Regions from separate parts of the Rattus norvegicus genome. Here region 2 is linked to region 1. The links are chromatin contacts, called in public Hi-C maps. All regions are on one chromosome and are shown on one strand. The core of a region is the stretch at or near the end of the contact, and the rest is flanking DNA. Distances in the headings are between cores, read along the strand shown. Region 1 holds the start of Gnpda1 (glucosamine-6-phosphate deaminase 1). Region 2 holds the start of Spry4 (sprouty RTK signaling antagonist 4).

The links. A called contact is a pair of places that touch in the nucleus more often than the background predicts.
Region 2: a contact with region 1 is called in a Hi-C map of mammary epithelial cells, with 2.2 times the contacts expected there. The contact joins the promoter of Spry4 here to the promoter of Gnpda1 in region 1. A contact is called at or near these places in 2 of 12 Hi-C or Micro-C datasets (the Rat2 cell line and mammary epithelial cells).

The regions. Positions count from the first base shown.
Region 1 is chr18:30,426,882-30,430,463 of GRCr8, forward strand. Gnpda1 (glucosamine-6-phosphate deaminase 1) reads right to left here and starts at 1,749. Exons shown (of 7, transcript NM_001134995.1): 1 at 1,707-1,749; 2 at 917-1,046. The coding sequence starts at 1,040.
Region 2 is chr18:30,700,558-30,704,139 of GRCr8, forward strand. Spry4 (sprouty RTK signaling antagonist 4) reads right to left here and starts at 1,989. Exons shown (of 2, transcript NM_001106150.1): 1 at 1,739-1,989. It also overlaps a transcript of Arhgap26 not described here.

The DNA.
Region 1 (3,582 bases), core at 499-2,998:
TCCGGTCCTCTGCAAGAATGGCAGTGCTTTTAACTGTTGAGCCATCACCTCTCCAGCCCAAGAATGGTTTTAAAGTTTTTAAATATTTTTTTAATCAAAAGAATATTTCACGACATGAAAATTATGTAAGCCCAAACTTCAGTGTCTACAAAGAAAGTTTTTAAACGTCTAGCCACACGCATCCACATATATATCCACCAGTGGCTGTTTTCCTACCTACAGTGGCAAAATGAGCAGCTGTAATAGTGACACCTGAAATATTTACTGCAGAAGTCTGAAGGCCTCTTTACGGTGGATGGGTCGGACAAACCACCAAGGCACTGGATCAAAATATCTTCCTGTAAAGGTAACATTCAGACTCTTTTCCAGAAGACAATTGGACTTTATAATCAACTAAGCTTTATAGAAAAGTATTTGAATGATTAACTTCTCAGTTCTCCTATGAGTAGGGCTCAGCTAGTACCCTCTACCAGTAGAGAACGGGACTGAGTTAGGATTTAACTTCTGCTTCCTGTTTATGGTTAAACCTCTGTTTTTCAAGGACTGAGCTATGCCTCACCTGTAACTTTAACTAGGACTGGTTCTTTACTGCCTGTTCCAGGAACGGCAATCGTGCCTTTATTTCAAAAAGTTATTTATTACCATCTTGCACCCCTTTCTTTGTTTCAAAAGGTTATACGAACCCCGTGCCCATTGTCTTAGTTGTGATTACCTTGCTTTGGTTCTTTTTTTTTTTTTTTTTTTTTTTTTGGAGCTGGGGACCGAACCCAGGGCCTTGTGCTTCCTAGGCCAGCGCTCTAACCACTGAGCTAAATCCCCAACCCGTGATTACCCTGCTTTGTTATTACCTGTTATGTGCTTACTTTCCCCCAATTGGAAACCCGCTACCCACCACCCCCTCTTTCCCACTGCATACCGGTGGGGAGCCCCAGGGTGAAGTACTTGTCAGGTCCTGGGTTAAACTGGATGATGCGGTTCCTAATATACTTGGCCGCCCACTCACTGGCCTGTGAATAGTGTTCCAGAATAATGAGCTTCATCTCGACCTGCAGCGTGGACATAACAAATTGAATTAAGGGGAGGGCAGGGACAGAGAAGACTGGGGAGGAGGACAGAGTCCTTTCAGCCAAGCAACAGCCTTCTCCTCCCTCATAGGTGAACAGGTTGGGCGGCTTGTCTTCGCCAACCACCAGGAGGCGGTACTGAGGGGTCAGTCCTTGTCTGGAGAGGACCTTACAAAACACCAGAATTTTCTTGGCCCGTTCCTTCCAGTGTAAAATTGCACTCGTCAGTACCTGCCTCCTCGATTTCACGACAGCACGTGAACTACATAGCATACAGTCGGCGGGCCACTGTCACCAACAGCTGGGCCTGCTCCTGCCCACATCCTCACCTAGGGCAGGTCCCCTGCCTCCAGCTCCCTTCGAGTACCAGAGGTGCCGCGGAGTCACCGTAGGGCACTTGGAGAAGGTGGCGAGGCATGGAGAGGGGCGGGGTACTTCCTGCCCTCCCAGCTTGCTCCCAGGGTCCTTAGTTTCCCCTAAAGCACCGAGGGATACAGGTAACCCTGCGCAGGGAGGGCTAACGGCTCGCCGTCGTCCGCGTAGCCTGGCGTCCCCCACCCAGACTGCGCTCACGTCGCCCCTCGGGCCACCAGTGACCCAGGTCCGGGGGTCCGGAAATCCCGAAGGGTCGCTCCCACTTACTCGTAGGCTTTCCGCAGCTGCAGCGGCGACAGCACTGGCAGCCGGGCCGTGCACGTCACGTGGTCACAGGTCACGAGGTGCGCGCGCACTGCCAGCTGACTCAGGGCCGTCCTTTACTGCCAGGCAGCTCTGCCTGAGGCCCCAAGGTGTGACCTTCTGATCTGGGTGTGTCACTTAGATGTAAAGTGCAAAGTGGACTGCTGACTGTGCAGCCACAGCCCCTCTCAGCCCGGCGTGGGGTGCACACTGACACAGCAGTAGCACTAAGCCCTGGACAAGATGCCGGGGTGTAGGCCTTACGAGAGGATGCATTGTTTGAGCACTGGCTGTGTGCACTGGCGCCTTGAACACAGCTAAATCTGTAGCTAAATCTGGCTATTTCGGTCCCCAGCCCCTCCCTCCAGAATTCGGACCTTGAAAAGGAGACTTTAAAAAAGTATGGTTGTAAGGGGTTGGGGATTTAGCTCAGTGGTAGAGCGCTTGCCTAGGAAGCACAAGGCCCTGGGTTCGATCCCCAGCTCCGAAAAAAAAGAACCAAAAAAAAAAAAAAAAAGTATGGTTGTGCAGACTCCTGATTGTATGTCAGAGCAGAGATAAGACAGCAGTCCGTCAAGGGACTCCCTATGCTCAAGTCACAAAGCTGGGCAAAAGGCGCAACTACTGCTTAATTATCTCGTTTGTGATGTCTCTCGGAGGGATCTACTGTTCTCTTGCAGAAAGTTAGGTTGGTTACTTATGTCGAAATTACTGGGTGTCGGGGTTGGGGATTTAGCTCAGTGGTAGAGAGCTTGCCTAGGAAGCACAAGGCCCTGGGTTCGGTCCCCAGCTCCGAAAAAAAGAACAACAACAACAAAAAAAAAAAAAAAAGAAAAAAGAAATTACTGGGTGTCAGCCAGCCAGAGCGGAAGTCAGAACAAGGAGAGAAAAGAAGGCCCTTGTCATTCTTGGGTCCACCCTACTTCCTGTCTATGTTTTCACTTTGTAGTATCCAAACAAGACATAGTCTTTTAAAAAGACTTAAATGTATGTGCGTGTTTCTCTGTGTGTAAGTCTCATGTATGGAGGTGCCCAAGTTGGCCAGAAAGTGGCATTGAATCCCCAGGTGCTAAAGTTGTGGAGTTCCCTGACTTGGGTGCTAGGAACTGAATTCAGATCCTCCACAAGAGAAGCAAACACTTAACTGCCAAGCCACCTCTCCAGTTGTCTACCTTGGGGTATCTCAAACTCTGAGGGCATTTAGGAAATGCCCATGCTTAAGTCAGGGAGAAGAACTTATGTGGTCAGCCCTTCTATTATATTGGGCTTTGCCAAGAGCTTTGGTACCCATGTGTCTTAGTTAGGGTTCATATTGCAGTGATGAAACATAACCAAAAGCAACTTGAGGAGAAAAGGGGTTTTTGGCTTATACTTACTGTTTGTCATTGGAGGAAGTCAGGATGAGAACTCAAACAGGGCAGGAACCTGGAGGCAGGAGCCGATGCAAAGGCCGTGAGAGTGTATGTATGTGCACGCCTGCGCTGCTTACTGGCTTGTTCTCTGTGCTTGCTCAGCCTGTGTTCTTATAGAACCCAGGACCGCAAGCCCAGGTGTGGTTCTACCCACAATGGGCTGGGTCCTCCCTCATCTAATTAAGAAGATGCTCTCCAGGCTTTTGTGCAGCCTGGTCTTATGGAGGGATTTCCTCAGCTGAAGTTCCCTCTTCTCAGATGACTATAGATTGTGTCGAGCTGACATAAAACTGTCAGGCACAGCTGACCCCTTATCAACTTGATACACAAACATATCCCTGTTGAACTGCACCCTTTGCTTTTTCCTTTCATTCCCAAGGTCACACATTAATAAGAACATCACAATATAAAATATTTTACAAACTTAA
Region 2 (3,582 bases), core at 739-3,238, 270 kb after region 1:
CATCCGCATGCGCTAGAGCCGGGTTAGAAGCAGAAAATTTCAGATGTTTATGCTCCATTTGTGTGAAGATCCGGAGAACTCTAAACATTGTGAAATCCAGCAGTGCAATATTGGGTAGGGCCTTAGGCCAGACGGAACTTATTAAGAGATTGATAAACCCCTATTTCCCAACCGCTCTAGGTCTCACCTTCCAGCTCTGTGCCGCGTAGAGGCCTGTCAGGAAGGTTGCAGCACTGGTCAGCTACAGAGGAGATGTGCAGGACTCCTGCCTTCCCCCAGGTTCCCTTGCCTCTCCTGAAAATGGGGGAATCACGCCACTGGTTTGGAGACATTGATGAGGAGAGACTGCCACTGAGTTTGAGGACCCCAAGGAATCGATCTTTTCCTCGCAGCATCACAGTGTCTGAGAAGCCTCCTTGCGCAGTGGGAGGCCTTCTGCCCTGAGCCAGGCCTGACAATATGGATGCCCAGCCAACAGCTTTCCCTTTTACTCAGCCAGCATGCAATCCCCTCCAGCCCATGTCGCCAAGAACTCCATCCCTCTCAGCCCTTCAAGTCATGCAACCATCTTTCTGCCTCTCGCCTCCTTTGCTCACAACCCCCAGCTCCCAATCAAATGAATTGAGAAACCGTCTTCTTGCCCAAGAGCAGCTACTGTAAATGCTTTTTGATCGTCTGCTTGGAGAGAGAGTTGGGCACAGCCGTGGCCCCAGTGATGAAGCCAAGCTCCAGCTGCCGGGGTTGGCCAAGCCCGTCCTCCCCCTTACCCTCCTCAATGCCCCCGTGGCCCTGGCGACTCCGAATTTTTCAGAACATACCGTCTTTATCCTCTATTCTCGGTGTTGTCAAGTCTGGTACCAACAAGGAGGGAAAGTGGGCACCTTATCTCTCCTACGCACGCAACCTCTTCCTCCAGCTCCCACACGCCCGGCGTTATGTAAACGCACCTTCAGCCCCCACCACAGCCTTAGCGAGAGGCCCAGGGGCCCTGGGGCTTGGCAAAGATCGATGTCTGAGGATAGGGGGGCACCGGGTGGCTAAAGAGCCTCAGGCCCAGAAGGAGCGAAACAAGGCAGTTGTACAGCATAAAATGAGGCAGCCGAGCAAAGGTCAGACGGCCTGGAACCTCCTCGCCAAGGAGAGGGAGCAGAAAACCTCAGTCCTTGGCCGGCCCCACGCTGACCATCCAGTAGGAAAGCATAAGGATAGGAAACCTTGTCCACCACGGCTCGGAACCAAGAAAGAAAAAGCTACGTCGAGCATAGGCCGCTGAGGCGGGCTGGGAAGACCCACGAGAGAGCTGGCACCGTGGGCACGAAGCCCGGGGGTGGGCGAGTCGCCCAAACCTAGGGCGCCCCCCAGTCCCAAGCGGTCGCTCCAGAGCGAGCCCGGGGCTGCGGGTTCCAGCGCTCAAGGAGAGTGGTGGTAGAAGAGGCCAGGCCAGAGGCAAACTCCCCTGACACGCACAGGGCTTCCAGAGTCGCACAGGGCGCGGAAGCCGGGCTTGGCAATGCCCGGGGTCGAAAACGGCAGTGCCAGGCTGTGAACACCCCCAGCTCCGTGCCGGCCGGGCGCGCCTGGTAGCTGCGGTGTACCGCAAGGGACCCGAGGAGGCGCACGCCGAGGGAAGGGACACCAAAGGGGATCGAAATAGTGCACCATTGGCCCCAGCCCGAGGGGAGCCGCGTCACGGCATCGAGGGGGTACTTTTGGTTCCCCAAACCGGTTGTGGACTTACTTTGAGGAGCTGCAGAGTCACAAGCATCGCTCCACGTCTGTGTAAATCCCCGAACCAGAGTGGGTCAGTCGCCGTTGTACTCACAGACGCCAAGTCAGAGGAGCCGGTAAGGCTCTCTGAGTCCTGCAGCGCCAGCTCCGCGCTGTCAGCTCAGCTCGCTGCCTCGGCGGCGATGTTGCAACCCTTGCCTGGGAAAATGGCTTTTTTATGAATGGGAGGGCAGCGAGCTCCAGTGCGCACGCGCGCCGCTCGCGATTCTATGAATGGGTGGGCACAAGCGACCCCGTACGCGCATGCGCTAGGCTCCTTTTTTTATGAATGGGGGGCCGGAAAAGAGCTTAACCCGTGATTGCTGGGGCCGGCTGTTGCTCCTCCTGGGGCCGACGTTCTTTTACAAAGAGGGGTGGAGGTTGTTGTTCCTTTTTTTTTTTTCCTTTGTAATGAATGGAGGGCGGCGGCGACTGCAGCAGCTGGTTTAGCTGCGTGGGTTGTACCCTCCTCCCAGCCTGCGAGAGGAGGTAAAGGCCACCTTCACGCCACTGCGGGCTTGGGCAGGAACCGTCAGTGTGACTAGAGGGTGGGGGGCGCTGCGGCCTCCAGATCTTGGGCTCAGCGCAGGGTGGGGGAGGACACACCTCGATTTGCGTATCTCTTGTCACCTCAGGCGATGGGGAGGGGGAGCGAGAGGACCCCTACTGGGGAACCTTCTCTTTTCAAGATCTGTGGCGCCTGGGGACGTCGGGGGCAGGGACCTTCCAGCCGCGTTTGCCAAAAATTAAGAAAATGTCCTTTGTCTATTTCAAAGAAGGGCAGGGTGGGGGTTGCTGAGTGAATCTGGCTCCCTTTCTAAGTGCAGACCACTCCTCCTCCCATTTCTTGGGTGTGGACAGTATCTGGGCCGAGGCCTCTTCCGGCTCTAGTACCCCCCGGGGCGATTCTGTCCACTCAGCCAGAGGCCTGGCCCTCACCTCTCAGCGCCCCGCCTCTCCCCCCGCCCCAGTGTAATGTCCGCAATGCCCGGAGCTTCCGCCCGCTCTCTGCTGCCCTGGCTAGGTGCCCCCTTCACTACTCGCGTCCTAGTCTTCCAGTCTTTCCAGGCCTTTGTATTCCTGTGACCCTCTCCCCTTTGTTATAGAAGGCTGTTTCCCCTAATGCTCTCCCCACCTCGCTCGGCTAAAGGAATAGGGAGAATTGGCCAGGTGGATGGGTGGAGCAGGCCGCGGCAGGATGCTGCCCGGGTGGCCACGGTATTAAATAACAGGGCTCTTGAGCCACAGAGGGAATGGAAATGGCCGGAGAGCCTTTCTTTGCTGGGGGATAGGGCGGGGGTGGCAGCCCAAGCCGGTGAAAAGAAAAGCCCCTCTATTAGGCCTGACTCCTGTAGTCAGGCGCTCCAGCATCAGGCCCAGCGCCGTCCAGTAACCGGGAAGCCTGGGGTAGAGGTGGCTTTGATGCAGTTTAAGAGCTTGTTCTCAGTCTGAATCCCCGGCAAGATATCTCTTGCTGGTGTTTGGCCTTCATGGGTTATAAGACTTTTCCTCCTACGCCACCATAACACTGCGCTTGACTGTTGTCACAGGAACCAATTGAAAGACTCAGACCACTGGTGAGGTCTGGCCTGGGGCTGGGGCTTGGGCTCCATCACAAGCTGTTCAGACCAGAACCCAAGGTCACTGTGTCCTAGCTGTCCTAGCGTAAAATGCCTTCGCAACCCCCAGACTCACGTCTTAGTGATTACTTACTCAGTTCCTGGGACCAGAAGAGACTCTCCCACGGAGCCTCAGCTTCCTTCCTGGGATAGAACCTCCATCCAGAGCCAGGGGTGGAGAGTGGGAGGGCGGACT